2 separate regions of the Oryctolagus cuniculus genome follow, and region 1 is linked to region 2. Evidence: chromatin contacts called from public Micro-C data. All regions are on one chromosome and are shown on one strand. The core of a region is the stretch at or near the end of the contact, and the rest is flanking DNA. Distances in the headings are between cores, read along the strand shown. Region 1 overlaps DNAAF10 (dynein axonemal assembly factor 10). Region 2 overlaps PLEK (pleckstrin).

Region 1 (3,541 bases), core at 118-2,617, 160 kb before region 2:
GGGAAGCTGCTGCTCGGTGTAGATTTTAGACTTTTTAAACATCATTGCTTCAAAGAAGGAACAAACGATTCTGAGAACATTGGCTTATTTTTTTCAGCTGAAGATATAAATGTATAAAGTAAGAAGAGCTGAAATGTAACAACTCATTGACATGACCTGGTCTGACCAATCTGAGAGGGGAGACAGAAAAAACAGCCCTCTTTTTAAGAGGTGTGGGATACAGAAGGAGCTGGTGGGATATGGAGGGACCCCTCCTCAGAAGGCCTTTCCAAGCTCCTACGCATCCATTATGACACCTCCTTCACACCAAAATGCTCGTAAAGGACAAGAGTTTAAGAGGCACAAAGCAAGCAAGGAGAGCAAAAATGGTAAGAGAAGCAATAGGCAGATAACTTAGTATTAGATAATCTTGCCCTCTTAGAGCCTGCAAATTATTTTGATTGAAAGAATAAATAGTCTACCTACAGATGTTTTTCGGATACCTCCTGGTAAAGCCTGTAGCTATTTAGTCTTTAAAAGATAACATAAAGACTTTTTAAAAATCTCTGTTTTCTATTAGCTTAAAGGTATGTGTGTGTGTGTGTGCATCTGTGTTTCAAATACTCAAAAGAATCAGCATATTGGGGATCATTCAAAGAAACAAATGCTGAATAACTAGATGAGCTCTTCTAGGAATTCTTAAAGCCCTCAATAGAGGGGGCAGTGCTGTGGCGTAGCGGTAAAGCTGACCCCAGCAACGTGGACATCCCATATAGGTGCTAGTTCGAGTCTCGGCTGTTCTACTTCCAATCCAGGTCCCAGCTAATGGACTGGGAAAGCAGCAGAGGGTGGTCCAAGTGCTTGGGCCCCTGCACCTACATGGGAGACCCGGAAGAAGTTTCTGATTCCTGGCTTGGGTCGGTCTGGGCCAGCTCTGGCCATTGTGGCCATTTGGAGAGTGAACCAGAGGATCTCTCTCTCTCTCTCCCTCTCTCTGACTCTGTAACTCTGACTTTCAAAAAATAAAATAAATTTTTTTAAAAAAAGTGCTTAATAAATATTTATAATTTAATTGTATAAGCACCAAGGCAGACCAGTATATGGAAACAAAGCTAAGTATTTTTTTCTTAAACCAATTCTCTTTACTGGCCCAACCCTTGTCAGCAAAGCTCCAAACCAATGTGAAGATTAGACTAGCCATTCATCACAGGAAGGACTAAAGTTCACGTTGAGATAAATGTCTCATTTCTAATTTCACACAGAGCCAGCTTTACTGAGATCACAAAATTCATTATTCTGCTTGAAAATGTGTTCCTGTGTGGGTTACAAAGCAAACTGGAACCTGTTCTTCAAGTACTCAGCCTGGAGACTGTAAAGCAGTGGCATGCCGCTGCACGCTGCACGGGTCACCTAGAGGCACTGGCGGAGCCTGGCAGGGGCGGGGGAAGCATGGACTCATTAGGGAAGCTCGGGGGCAAAGCGCCTGGAAAAGGGGAATTCACACACGGCCTGCGTGCCTGGCCCAGTCTCCGAACACTTCTCCTTCCTTTCTTGCCCACGGAAACCTCCTCATTCTGATCTAAAGCAGGCACTCCCAGTGTTTTGAGTCGGTTGGATCCCTACATACTTTAACAAGGTCTTTCCGAGAGTGTTTCAGAACCTCTCCTAGCTTCAAAAGGAGCTAACAGATAGAGAAGGATTCTGTAAATGTAAAAACCCCAGATATAGTAAGGCTGGTAGCTTTCTTCTTACATCATTAGCCAAACGTTATTTTTGAAAACTCCTTCGTTTATCGGCTTCTGTGTTTGTTTTTCCTGAGTGATTTTAGAGAAAGATTTCAGTTTTTTTCCCCCTTCCAACTATATATTGTTTCATTAATAAAAGTATTCAGAAATACCATTCACGTTCCAATTTTTATTAAGTCTTTAAAACTAGCAGCTGACCTAGTACCTACCACGTGAGGGCCCTCAGTATTCAGGGCACAGGGTATGGGAACAGCCCTGAAGCAGAAAGCAAACCCTGTGAGAGGTTGGTCCTGGAGATGCTTTGCTTCTATGACAATGATGTTACCTGCATTTAGCCAGGGGAATGATCAGGATTGTAAGCTAAGTGTTCCCATCCCTTGCCTATCTTCTTAGGGTAACGCTCTAATAACTAGAAGACAATATTTGACAAAAGTCTTTGTTCAGATTTGTCACATTCTCAAAAATTATGATTTCAAAATCTATGAAAAGAACTGCTTCTTGTTCTGCAATAAAGACACAAAGTAATGACAAATATATTTGGTGTGTCAAAAGAAGGTGAATATTTACTAAGTGTGAAATAAAGACTGAGTAAAGGGAAAAAAAAGCTTACAAAACAATAGTTATGTAACATCATGGAATTTAAAATCATACCAAAACGAAGCAAGGCACAGGAGGAAACAAGACAAAAAGGTTCAATCGAATCCCACTTCACACCCACAAGGAACCGCAAAGGGAGCAAGGCCCCAGGCAGACACTCACTATTTCCAGAGGTGAAGGCTGCCCGCGCCCCCGGCCGTCAGGAAGAGCTCCCTGTTCTGCGGCAGGTGTCGGACCTGCCACACCGTAGACTTGTGGGCCTAAACAGGATGAGAGGGACACATTGGTTTATATGCTGAATGGTGCCTTCAAAGAGAGGCCCTGGGAATAAAGCATTTTTACTACTACACCTTTGGCTGCTATAGAAATAAGTAAGCCTTTTTTTTTTTTTTTTCTGGGTAGTCTCTTTATAATGGCTACACAGATTTATAGGGGCCCATCAGAAACTAGAAAGAGCACCATTTTTCTTTATTGCTTTACGAAACAAAGTGCTGCTTGATTAAAACAAAAGAAAGATAAAAGTCCATTGAAGTTTACAGTACCATATAAATTATGAAGGTAGATTTTATACCTTTAAATATCTCCAGCTCAGATTGAGGGAAAAAATACTCAAACTACAAAAATTTCTTAAGGAAAAAATGAAGACTGGATCTTTTAAACTTTTATATTTATCTTCATTTTTTTGAAAGGCAGATGGTGGGGAGGGGGCAGGAAGAGACAGATAAAGAGACAGACAAAGAGAGGGAAAACAGACCTAAACACTGGTTCACTCCCCAAATGCCTCCAAGAGCCTGGGCTGGACCAGGCCAAAGCCAGGAGCCTGGAAATCAGCCTGGTTCTCCCACGTAGGTAGAAGGGACCCAAGTACTGGAGCCACCACCTGCTGCTTCCCAGGGTTGACGTCAGCAGGAAAACGGATCAGAATGGGGGAAGAGGGTCTGGGATAAAAATCCTGGTACTCCAATATGGGATGCAGGCATCTTAATCACTGCGCCAAATGCCTATCTGAATTTTAATTCCTGCAAGTCTTTAGTTTCACGGCAGAACTGCGTGGAGAACATACAACATTCCCAGTTACAGGCTGAATTTTACCTTGGAGGTCCCAGAACAATATTTTCACTGTATTAGCATTTGCTTGTCTGGTCTTCAAGATAAGGGACACAATGACTAAAGACACTGTTTACAGTCATAATAAGTCAATGCCTTTAGCGGTCACATTA
Region 2 (3,564 bases), core at 732-3,231:
TAAATTGAATAATACTACATGGTATGGGATTATGTTTTCCACCTAACAAATATCTTCACACCTGTTTCCTAACACAGTAGAAACCACACTAATGGGCACTAGGATTTGCTTGCAAGCTCAAGCATCAGATCCGCTTTCAAATTCTGAGCAGGAAGGGTTATGTGAATGTTGGAAATGTTGCCTCTGTGTGAGCTTCTTGACTCAGACTAGCCACGATCACTTGCTTTGCCTGATTGTTCTCTCTCCTGAGCGATGGTCCTCCTACCTCCCCATCCTGTGGCCTAAGCTGGCAATCCGTAGCCGGCATCCGTGCCTTGCCCTTCTCTCTTGTCTTCTCACAGTCACGGACTTCACCACAGAGACTTCTCGTTTACCTCAATACAGCCCCCTCCCTCTCACCATCGCAGAAGCTTCTGTACCCATCTCCCTGCCTCCAAACTGCCACCAGGAAGATTTCTCTGTAACACAAATATCCTTCTGTCTCTCTGTGCTTAAAAAATTCCTCTAGTTCCCACTTTCTGCAGAGCTAAGCCTACGCTGTGTGTGTGTACAAAGCTTTTCATAGTCTGGCCCCAGCCCGTGCCTGTTTCCTCCTCCACTCTTCCCAGTGCTCCAGCCACACAGAATCGTGGCTTCCAGAGTGGATGGCATGACTTTGTAGGCCAGTGCCCTGCAGTACCTCGTGTACCCCTAAAATATGCTTTCTGTCTTGTCCTGATTAGATTCTACTCATTCCCCAAGAGGCAGCTCAGATGTCATAGATGAAGCTACCTCCAACTCCTACAGGCTCCTCCTCTATGCTTTCATATATTTCACTGTCCCCTTCTAGTATAGCCTTTATCATATTTAGTCATCATTATTTGACAATGGGCATTTTGATTACTTTTCATTACACTCCCATTACCATTTCCTGCATCCAGAGTACTTGGCACAAGAATGTTTGTTGAATGAATACATGAACATAAAAAAGGACTGCGATGAATAAACTCTAGGGCAGTGTTTTCTAAATTTTAGTACAAAAATCACCTAAAGTGCTTCATAACATGCAGATGCTCTGGACTTACTCTCTGTGGGACATTGATTTAGGTGAGCTTAGGAATCTACCTTTTCACAGGCATTCCAGATCATTCCAATGGCTGGAGAGATGCCCTCCCCATAAGGCTAAGCAAATTCCCCCCCAACCAGCAAATAATTTTTGCAAGGCAAAGAACATTGTTCTTGGAGGTGGTGTAGGCTGAAGAAGGTGTTTATGTCCATAGGCAGTCCCTGAAGGTGGTTGTTCTCAGCACTGCTGGGATTAAATAGATACCAGCCTAGGTCTGAGAAAACCACAGTGAAGTGAATACCAACAAGACTCTAAAGCATCAAATTCTGTGTACAAGGGCTGTACTGCTTCTTTTTCAGGACAATTGTCATCGACTCCCATGTGCTTGTTTAGTTAAAATAGTCACTATTTAGCCAGGCCCAAGCTGTTTTCATTAGAGTGTTGCATTTGTGTCAAGCTTCTCTTTGGAGATTCTCCAAGCATTTTAGCAGCTTCAAGCCTGTCTTCCCTCCTTCCCTGAGGGAGGAACAAGTACAAGTTCACGCCAACTCGTTAGAGAGGCATTGCTCAAGAGCAGCTCCTGGGGCACCAGATGCAGGCAGGAGAGAGTGGGCTCCTTCCCAGCCCTCTCCCCTCTGCTGTGTCTCATTTTCCCCACCCACCCTGCCAAATGCTCATTATTGTCTTCAGCAGGTGGCTTCCACCCCTGCCTTCAAGTCTGCTCAGACAGTTTTCCTCCCAAGATAGTTAAACTCCAAAAAGATTCACAGGTTCTAGACAGTGCAGAACTGCCAAGGACCACAGTAGCCAAAGCAAAGCCACCCTGTAATTAATCCAAGGGATTTTGCAGACACTGTGGTAAACATAGACTGGGCTGTGGTTCAGGAGGCTGAGCCTCTAGGCAGCAGATGTCCACCTGGCTCTCCCAGAGGTTCAGGGTGCCAACCTTAGCCACCTGTATATGCCTGTCCTCACCATGGCTCCTCATTCCTGTAACTTGCCTCCTGGTGAGCCCCCCTATGGGCTCTTCATCTTGCATGTTCCTGCAGACTCTGATTCCTCAGATCCAGTGAGGTTAACCCAATTGAGTTAACCCTGTTTTGGATTTGGGTATCTACTTCTCACACTCCACATTTGCCACGTTCTGCCTTCTCAATCATCAGCATACCAAGTTTTCAGCTCCCTGACTCCAGAGTTGATAAAGGCACCCTACACGGCCAAAGCAATATACACAGTACTCAAAACAGACCCTCTGAAGGAAAGAGGAGGGGACCACCTGGCAGCTACCCCTTGGGGAGTGTCTCTAGTAGTCTGCCCCTTGGGAATATTCCGTGATACTGTGTTAGCTTGAAGTAACACTTTGACAGTAGAGACTCCATTTTGGATCACCTGAGACTCCATCTTGAGAAAGCATTCCCCACCCCGCCCCCACCACGAGATTCTGGTCTGAAACTGTGATCTAAAGCATTCAGACAATAGCAGTCCCCTGCATCACACTTGGCAACCTGCATCACACTTGGCAAAGCATAGAAACCCCCTAAAATGATTGCTCAAGCTTAAAAACAGGCTACACCTGGGTTAATGATAAGATTGTAATTTGTCCATGTCCTGCATATGATTTAGGGCAATACCTGGATTAATGTCAAGATTAAGATAGTAACTGGTAATGTTAAGATAATAATTGATATTATTTTCACATAGGCTTTAGGTTAGCTTGACCCCAGTAACCATGTGTTCCCCCTGATCGTAGCAACCATGTATTTTCCTCCCGATTTTGTGGTTTTTGCCTTTAAAAACCCTATTGCTTTGGGCTTCAGGGTCGAGAGTTCTCTAGCACATGAGCCCGCTCTCCACTGCTGGCAGTGGTGCTCTTCTGTTTGCACTCACTTTGTACCTAACTCGCCTTGTATCTAACTTGCTACCTATAAGATAATCTAACCTTGGAGCTTGATTCCTTGCCTCATGGGCCACTTTGCCTGGTGTTTTCACGTTTGTTTGTTTTTAAGTAAACCAACAGTAAAGTTAGCTCCGTGTGCATGTATAGCTCTATGAGCTTTACTACTTGTTCAGATTCACGCAACCCTTGCCATTACCAGGTTACAGAAGAGTTCCATCACCCCTCATGCTACCCCCATGAGTGAATGCAAGCTTTATTTGAAAGCCTTAATTTCATAAAAACCTCCAGGGAAAGGTTAAACTCCATAGGTAAGTTAAGAAAGATAGCCTGTATGCAATTATCTGGAGGAATTTATCGTTTAATGTTGGATTACTGCTATAGAGTGAGGATAAATTCCCATAATACCAGCCCTAAATTGGTGCTTAGGTTGTCTTCTCTGTCAAATTTGGCTAAGCTGTTCCCTCCTACCCAGCCATGCAAGAGCTAGCTCAGAAAAGATCCAGGACCTGAATGACAGTCTGATGTTTTAAAATATTTATGTAAGGGGCCGGCGCTGTGGTGCAGTGGGTTAAAGCCCTGGCTTGAAGCGCCGGCATCCCATATGGGCATTGGTTCAAGACCC

Evidence for each region. Hi-C and Micro-C count contacts between places; a contact is called where the count stands out from the background.
Region 1: a Micro-C map of ear pinna shows a contact between it and region 2, with 3 times the contacts expected there. The contact joins two enhancer-like sites. A contact is called at or near these places in 5 of 6 Hi-C or Micro-C datasets (ear pinna, embryonic fibroblasts, liver and 2 more).

What each region holds. Positions count from the first base shown.
Region 1 is chr2:134,477,242-134,480,782 of mOryCun1.1, reverse strand. It overlaps DNAAF10 (dynein axonemal assembly factor 10), which reads right to left. Exons shown (of 8, transcript XM_002709829.5): 7 at 2,484-2,581. Among named protein-coding and RNA genes, the nearest start is that of PNO1, 21 kb to the right of the region's middle. Within about 2 kb of position 1,367, at least 2 of the 8 cell types and tissues checked have an H3K27ac peak or open chromatin away from gene starts, as enhancers often do. A contact at or near this core is called in ear pinna, where this site is marked.
Region 2 is chr2:134,315,433-134,318,996 of mOryCun1.1, reverse strand. All of the region lies in intron 1 of PLEK (pleckstrin), which reads left to right. All of the region lies in intron 2 of PPP3R1 (protein phosphatase 3 regulatory subunit B, alpha), which reads right to left. Among named protein-coding and RNA genes, the nearest start is that of PPP3R1, 36 kb to the right of the region's middle. Within about 2 kb of position 1,981, at least 3 of the 8 cell types and tissues checked have an H3K27ac peak or open chromatin away from gene starts, as enhancers often do. A contact at or near this core is called in ear pinna, where this site is marked.